Linked DNA regions of Sus scrofa: region 2 is linked to region 1. A link is a contact called in public Hi-C data. All regions are on one chromosome and are shown on one strand. The core of a region is the stretch at or near the end of the contact, and the rest is flanking DNA. Distances in the headings are between cores, read along the strand shown.

Region 1 (3,388 bases), core at 31-2,530:
TGAAGTATTCCAGATTTATAACCTCACTTAGAATTAATCCTAAATCTCACTGGCATATCTTCCTTGTAGTTTCTCTAATGTCTTTATGCTCTAGTTTAAGACTTTTGGGATTGCTTTTCCCTGAGACAACACCATGATTTAGTTAGAATTCATGCTCACTGCAATTCCTTTTATATATTTCGTTGTTATCTTTACATATGCATCTAACTCTTCCTTTAACAAGTAAGAAAACTCCATCCATGATTCTTTTCGACTAGAGGTAGAGACGATTCTTAAGGATTCAACCCTAATAACAATAGCAAACAATGAATATTTATTGGGCTACATTCTGGGGGATTAGCATTGAGCAACTCATTTCATCCACATAAGACTCATATGATGTGAATCCATTTATGTTTTTCAGATGGGAAAACACAGGGAAGAAAGAAGTTCATTGCCTCAGATTTTCCACCTATGAAAAGCCACTCAATCACTTTCCATACTACCTCTCTTTAACCATCAATTCCCTTCATTTAAAAATCATGAATCTTGGGAGTTCCTGTCATGGCTCAGTGAAAACAAATCTGATTAGTACCCATGAGGATGCAGGTTCGATCCCTGGCCTCACTCAGTGGGTTAAGGATCTGGCATTGCCATGAGCTGTAGCGTGGATCACAGATGTGGCTCGGATCTGGCATTGCTATGGCTGTGGTGTAGGCCGGCAGCTATACCTCTGATTAGACCCCTAGCCTGGGAACCTCCATAAGCCGCAGGTGTGGCCCTAAAAAGACCCCCCCCCAAAAAAAAAAACACGGCAAAACTAGATTAAGAGAAACATCCTGAAAGGCAGCTGCTTGCTAATCCCAGATTCTCCCAACCCTGAACTCGGAAATAATTATGGCAGGGTGTGTGTTTCCAGGCTGCCTGCCATATTTTAGCCATCAGCATACAGTTGACCTGATACGATGAAAACCTTCAAAACTCCTAATGCTCCTTTCCCCAATCTTGAATAAAGTTCATCACATGCCCTGGATTACAAATAAATGCATGCCTTATTATTAACACTTGACCCTGGGGATAGATCAGAGTTGACACAAAAAAAAATAGATAAGGATTTCCCAGTCTCTTGTTTTTATGATTTTCTATTATTTTAAGTCAAAATTATCCCCACACATCTGAGTTATTTTCAAACTAGAGCCAACAGTTCTTGGCAGTCAGAAAGGCAGAACTCATTAATACCATAACCTCAAACAAGGGAAGTCCAGACAGGGGACAGTTTCTAAGAAGGCTTAACTTGTTTCCAACGAAATATTCATTGGAATTTCAGATAAAGCAAATTATTTCATTTAAACCTAAAAATGACCTCTCTAACTCTTTGATTATACCAATTAATTTCAGTGTAGAATTCTAAAAGTACCCAGTGGATTCTCTAAGTACAAATATCTGCCTTGGGCAATAAAATTTGGAACAAGATTTTTATTCTCTGTACTGAGAAAATTCACACACACACACACGGCTGCCCCAGCTCTGCTTTCCCCTGTCCCTCTAACCATGTCTATTTTTAAAAAGCTTGGACTTTTTAGGGGGAATCTATTTTGAGCAAATTTGCTTATCATAACAATGTTTGGCTAGAAATCCAAGTGTTTAAATTGCTTAATACCTATTTGCAATATACTTACACCTAAATGATAAGCAAAGAACTTAATCATATTACAGGGTTAGCATATCATTGCTAATATGCCAGTCATAATATCTTTATCATTTTCAAAACAAATATGACAAATTAACTCAGCTTCAAATGAAATTTTTCCTCCAATTAGTTTTTTTTTTTTTTTTTTTTTTTGCCTTTTCTAGGGCCGCTTCCACGGCATATGGAAGTTCCTAGGCTAGGGGTTGAAAAGGAGCTGTAGCCACTGGCCTACGCCAGAGCCACAGCAACACAGGATCCGAGCCGCGTCTGCAACCTACACCACAGCTCACAGCAACGCCGGATCCTTAACCCACTGAGCAAGGCCAGGGATTGAACCCACAACTTCATGGTTCCTAGTTGGATTCGTTAACCACTGCCACACGACGGGAACGCCCTCTCCAATTAATTTTTAAATGTGCCCATACCCACACACACATCCATACACACTGACAAGAGAGATTTCAAGTTAAAAGAGAAAAAAGGTCATGGGGGAAAAGCAGGGGACCTGAGGGATCAGAGGAAGAAGAACAAGGTCTCACAATGTGGTCCCTTTAAACTCTGGCCCTAAACATTCATTTATTCATTCAACAAACATTTACTGAGGAGCTACTAAGTAGAAGACACATAGATTTGATCTTTGTTCAAAAATATATGAAGAGACCCCTAGCCTGGGAACTTCCATATGCCCTGGGTACATCCCTAAAAAAAAAGAATCTTAAAAATAAATTTAAAAAATATGAAGAGGCCACTTTAAACTTGGCTTTTTCCTTACATTCATTTGTTTTCCAATGACCATAGATAATTTTTTTATTTTTTTCCCACTTTAAAAATTGAGAAATGGATATTAAAGTTAAGTCAGGATTAGAGAAGAATTCTGTTGAATGGATAAGCGAGCACGATTCCTCATCTCTTTTTTCCCCCTCATCCTATGACGCTCCTGGGACCAGAAAAGGAAAGGGCCTCTACTTTCGGGGAAAAGTGCAAAATCAGATTACTGTTAAGGGTTCAAAAGGTGAGCAAGTGGAGACTGGCCTAGATTATTGATCGTCTTAAAGTCTAAAGCAGTCATGACTTAATCATGGAGAACTATTGGAACAAGAAATAGCTTGATTTATTGTTAAGGTGCTTTTCCGGCTATCGACCTATGATCCACGGAGTGAAATGGAGAAAGTCTCTTACAATATTCCAGCACAGCAAGCACTCTCTACATATTTGTCAACATTTAATATACACACAAAAAAACCTATTCCAAGATATTAACTGTAGGCGATGGATGGGTTGAACTCAGACAATATTTTAGAGACAGCTTTGTCATAACTTGACAATGGAGGAGAGTTGGTGGGTGGAAAGAAGGGAAATGACAACAGCTATGAGTGGGATAGTAAGAAAAAGCGAGCAGCAGTAGGAGCCTATCGGGGAATTAATACATCAGGATGGAGTTTGGATTGGAAGTAAGGAGCACTCCAAAAAGGCCTCCGTAGCGCTAACGTTGAAGAGAATTTGTTCTCCGCTTCGGTTCATTTGCCCCCATCATTCAGACAGCGAAGGATTGGACTTGATGACTCCGTGTGCTATTACCGTCTTTATCATAAGAGTGTCTGATGTAAAATCAGGTCAGCTGGAAAAGATTTCAGAAATCCCCTAAAATGAAATGTTTTAAATGTGCAGAAGGAAAATAAGTATATTCCAAAGCAAAGATGTTTAACAGAGAGTGTTTAA
Region 2 (3,162 bases), core at 633-3,132, 51 kb after region 1:
AGAGGAATTTCTTAAAATTGAATTCATTGCTATATAATAAACATTTTTTGCAAGTTGAAGCTGCCAAGTGGACACAAAAGCAAACCCCAAAATATCAGTATATGATAATTATGATAATGACAGCTTAACAAATTTGTACCCTTGGAATTACCACACTTCAAGGAAACACAACCTTTTTCTACTGTAATATGAGATTTTTTTACTTCTTCTAATACTATATGTTCATTCATTTTGGTTCTGGTCCAATTTTTTTAAACAACTATAGGCAAAAAAAAAAAAAAAAAAAAAAAAAAGAGTTCCCATTGTGGTGCAGCAGAAACCAATCTGACTAGGAACCGTGAGGTTGAGGGTTCGATCCCTGGCCTCGCTCAGTGGGTTAAGGATCCGGCGTTGCTATGAGCTGTGGTGTAGGTCACAGATGCAGCTCGGATCTGGCATTGCTGAGGCTGTGGCATAGGCTGGCAGCTACAGCTCTCAATTAAACCCCTAGCCTGGGAAACTCCATATGCCGCAGATGCGGCCCTAAAAGGACAAAAGACAAAAAACAAAAAACAAAACCACCACAACAAAAAAAACTATAGGCAAGACATCTTAGTAAATGTAAGGAAAAGAATATTTTCTTCATAAAATCACCTCTGATAGTAGAGCATTTGTTTGGAGCATTAAAAAATATTTCAGTGAGAGCTATAAAAACTGTGAAAAGTAGAATCTTTTTTAATGCGTGCATCCAAAAAGCACAGTTCTTTTACCAAGTTTGTTGAAAAGTAAAATGTGAGTTTTTCCCCCTAAAAAAAAAAAAAGCAAAGACACAAACAAAAACAACCACAAATCACTATCAGCACTGATGAGAGCAATGCTTTGTACATGAAACTAACTCTTTACCTCCAGAGGCTGTAACATACAAGCTGATTAAAACCGCCTGGGATCCAAGTACAGCACATTCTACCTTCTCGACTTTCCTGTACTCACGCACCTACAATTTTCAAGGACTTAAGATGCATTTTCTCTTGTCTGTGGTGACATCCACAGAGGTGCTAGGTGGATCAAGGTTTGGCTCTTGCATGTGGTAACACTCACTATGTTTACAGGCCCTTTGATAGTAGATACGCTTCCTAGTGTGCTCACACTCACGTGCACGCGCACTCTCTCTCTCTCACTCTTTCTCTCTCTCTCTCTCTCTCTCTCTCTCTCTCTCTCTCACACACACACACACACACACACACACACACACCATTACTGTCTCAGGAGTGAAAACAACAGCCAGATTAAACTGAAAAGACTTCAGGAAAAAGGCTTCAAAGACGAAAAGCTGTACTTTTTGAAGATGAGAATTCCAGTGTGTGTTTCTAACAGCAGAAAGAAGTTCTGGATTGAAGTTTTCCTGTGTCTCTGCAGCTTCATTAAAGCAACGAGATTTTTACACTGTGGCTCATTCCTTTCCTAACCTCAGAAGCTTAGCCGCCGTGGTTGTGTTGACATGACAAATCACTTTGCCCCCAAAGGAACGGCTCCGTGCCCTCTGAGACAGCGTGCCCAGGACATACTTTCAGCTTTATCGCTTAAAACTGAAACATGTACCAAAGCAGTCTGCACTTATACAGAAAGAATGCTTACCTTTCAGCTGACTTGGAAGCAGCCTGCAGGACGGTCATCCATCAGGGAGGTCACCGGCCACATTCCCCGAGCAGCTGACCCTGTCAGTCTTTGGAAAATACTGTTTACTCTGTAACCAATGCTGGACACCAGGCGCAAGATACAGAAACGAAATTTAAAAAGGGTTAGGCACAACCTCTTGCCCCTGGGACCTTGTCATGAAAACAAGAGCTGCTAAGTTTCCCCTAAATCATTTCTTTGTAGGAATGTCTTAGCCGTAGTGGAAGTTTGGAGTCAAGCATTGAAAAGTTTTGCAGTATAACCCACACTTATTCTTCGTGTCCCGATGAACATTCTTAAAGTGTCCCTAAAGACATACGTGATACAGGAGTACAAAGTGACTGAAAACAGAGTTTCTCGTCTACTTATTTTGATTGGTTTTTTTAAGCTTTATTGAAGCATAGTTCATTTCTGAGGCTGTGAGCATTTCTGCTGTACCACAAAGTGACCCAGTCATCCATGTGCACATATCTATTCTCTCGGATCCTTTTCCCACATAGATGATCCCAGACCACTGGGTAGAGTTCTCCGGGCTATACAGCAGATCCATATATCTCAGTGTGCACATGCCAATCCCAAAGCCCCAGTCCATCCCTCCCACCCACCCAGCCCCACGGGTTCCCCTTTGGTAACCATAAGTTTTTCCCAAGTCTGTGAGTCAGTTTCTGTTCTGCAAATAGTCAGACAGTGAAAGACAAACATATGTCACCTCTATGTGGAATCTAAAAAAAAGAAAAGGATACCATTGAATGGATTTTTAAAATAAGTTTGAAAGTCCTCCTGAAATGAAATGCCAATTGTTCCAGAGACCATAGGTCAGAATGACGCAATAGGCAGCCAGAGGCGGGCTGAGCAAACCTCCCCCGCTGTGCGGGAGAAGGCGGGGCGGGCATTAGCCCAGCAATCGGGCCACCAGGGAAACGCCCAGAAGAGCCTTAGATTATTGGTTCACAAACTGGCCTCAACACAGAAGAGACTGGAGAAAGAGGCCCACACTCCAGATGGGGAGGGCCAGTGAAGTTTAACAACCAAGGAAACTTACATTCAAGGCTTGTCTTGGGCAATCACAAAACGAGAAAATCTCTGTATCTGCCCACCAGCGTCTTAAAAATGCATGTAGAAGCCTAACTGGGTTCGGGCACAAGCTCCAGACCGTCTCAACACCACAGAGCTCTCGCCTTTCAAAACGGGTCCAACTGTGGGAATCGGAGGCAGAATGTGTATTTCAGGGACAAGGGAGCAGTGAGCAGCCTCTCATGACCCAGGTCCAGCTTGCGGGTCAAGTGGCCATCACGTCCTCCCGGCAACCTCTCCCAACCCAACCTTCCAGTGCGTCCTCCTCATTTCCCACAAAAGTTCCCCTCGTTACTTTCAATAGAAGCAAGTCCATGGTGACCCATAAGACCACTAATTTCTTTTTTTTTCTTTTTTTTTTTTGCCTTTTCTAGGGCCGCTCCCGCGGCATATGGAGGTTCCCAGGCTGGGGGTCAAATCGGAGCTGTAGCGGAC

Evidence for each region. A called contact is a pair of places that touch in the nucleus more often than the background predicts.
Region 2: a Hi-C map of fetal heart ventricle shows a contact between it and region 1, with 2.8 times the contacts expected there. The contact joins the promoter of MLIP here to the enhancer-like site in region 1. A contact is called at or near these places in 8 of 47 Hi-C or Micro-C datasets (embryonic fibroblasts, fetal heart ventricle, fetal skeletal muscle and 4 more) and 1 of 2 datasets of contacts at active chromatin or transcription factors (skeletal muscle).

Annotation. Positions count from the first base shown.
Region 1 is chr7:26,749,856-26,753,243 of Sscrofa11.1, forward strand. The region is part of intron 1 of MLIP (muscular LMNA-interacting protein); the gene reads right to left. Among named protein-coding and RNA genes, the nearest start is that of MLIP, 50 kb to the right of the region's middle. Within about 2 kb of position 1,281, at least 2 of the 83 cell types and tissues checked have an H3K27ac peak or open chromatin away from gene starts, as enhancers often do.
Region 2 is chr7:26,799,935-26,803,096 of Sscrofa11.1, forward strand. MLIP (muscular LMNA-interacting protein) reads right to left here and starts at 1,883. Exons shown (of 13, transcript XM_021098546.1): 1 at 1,615-1,883.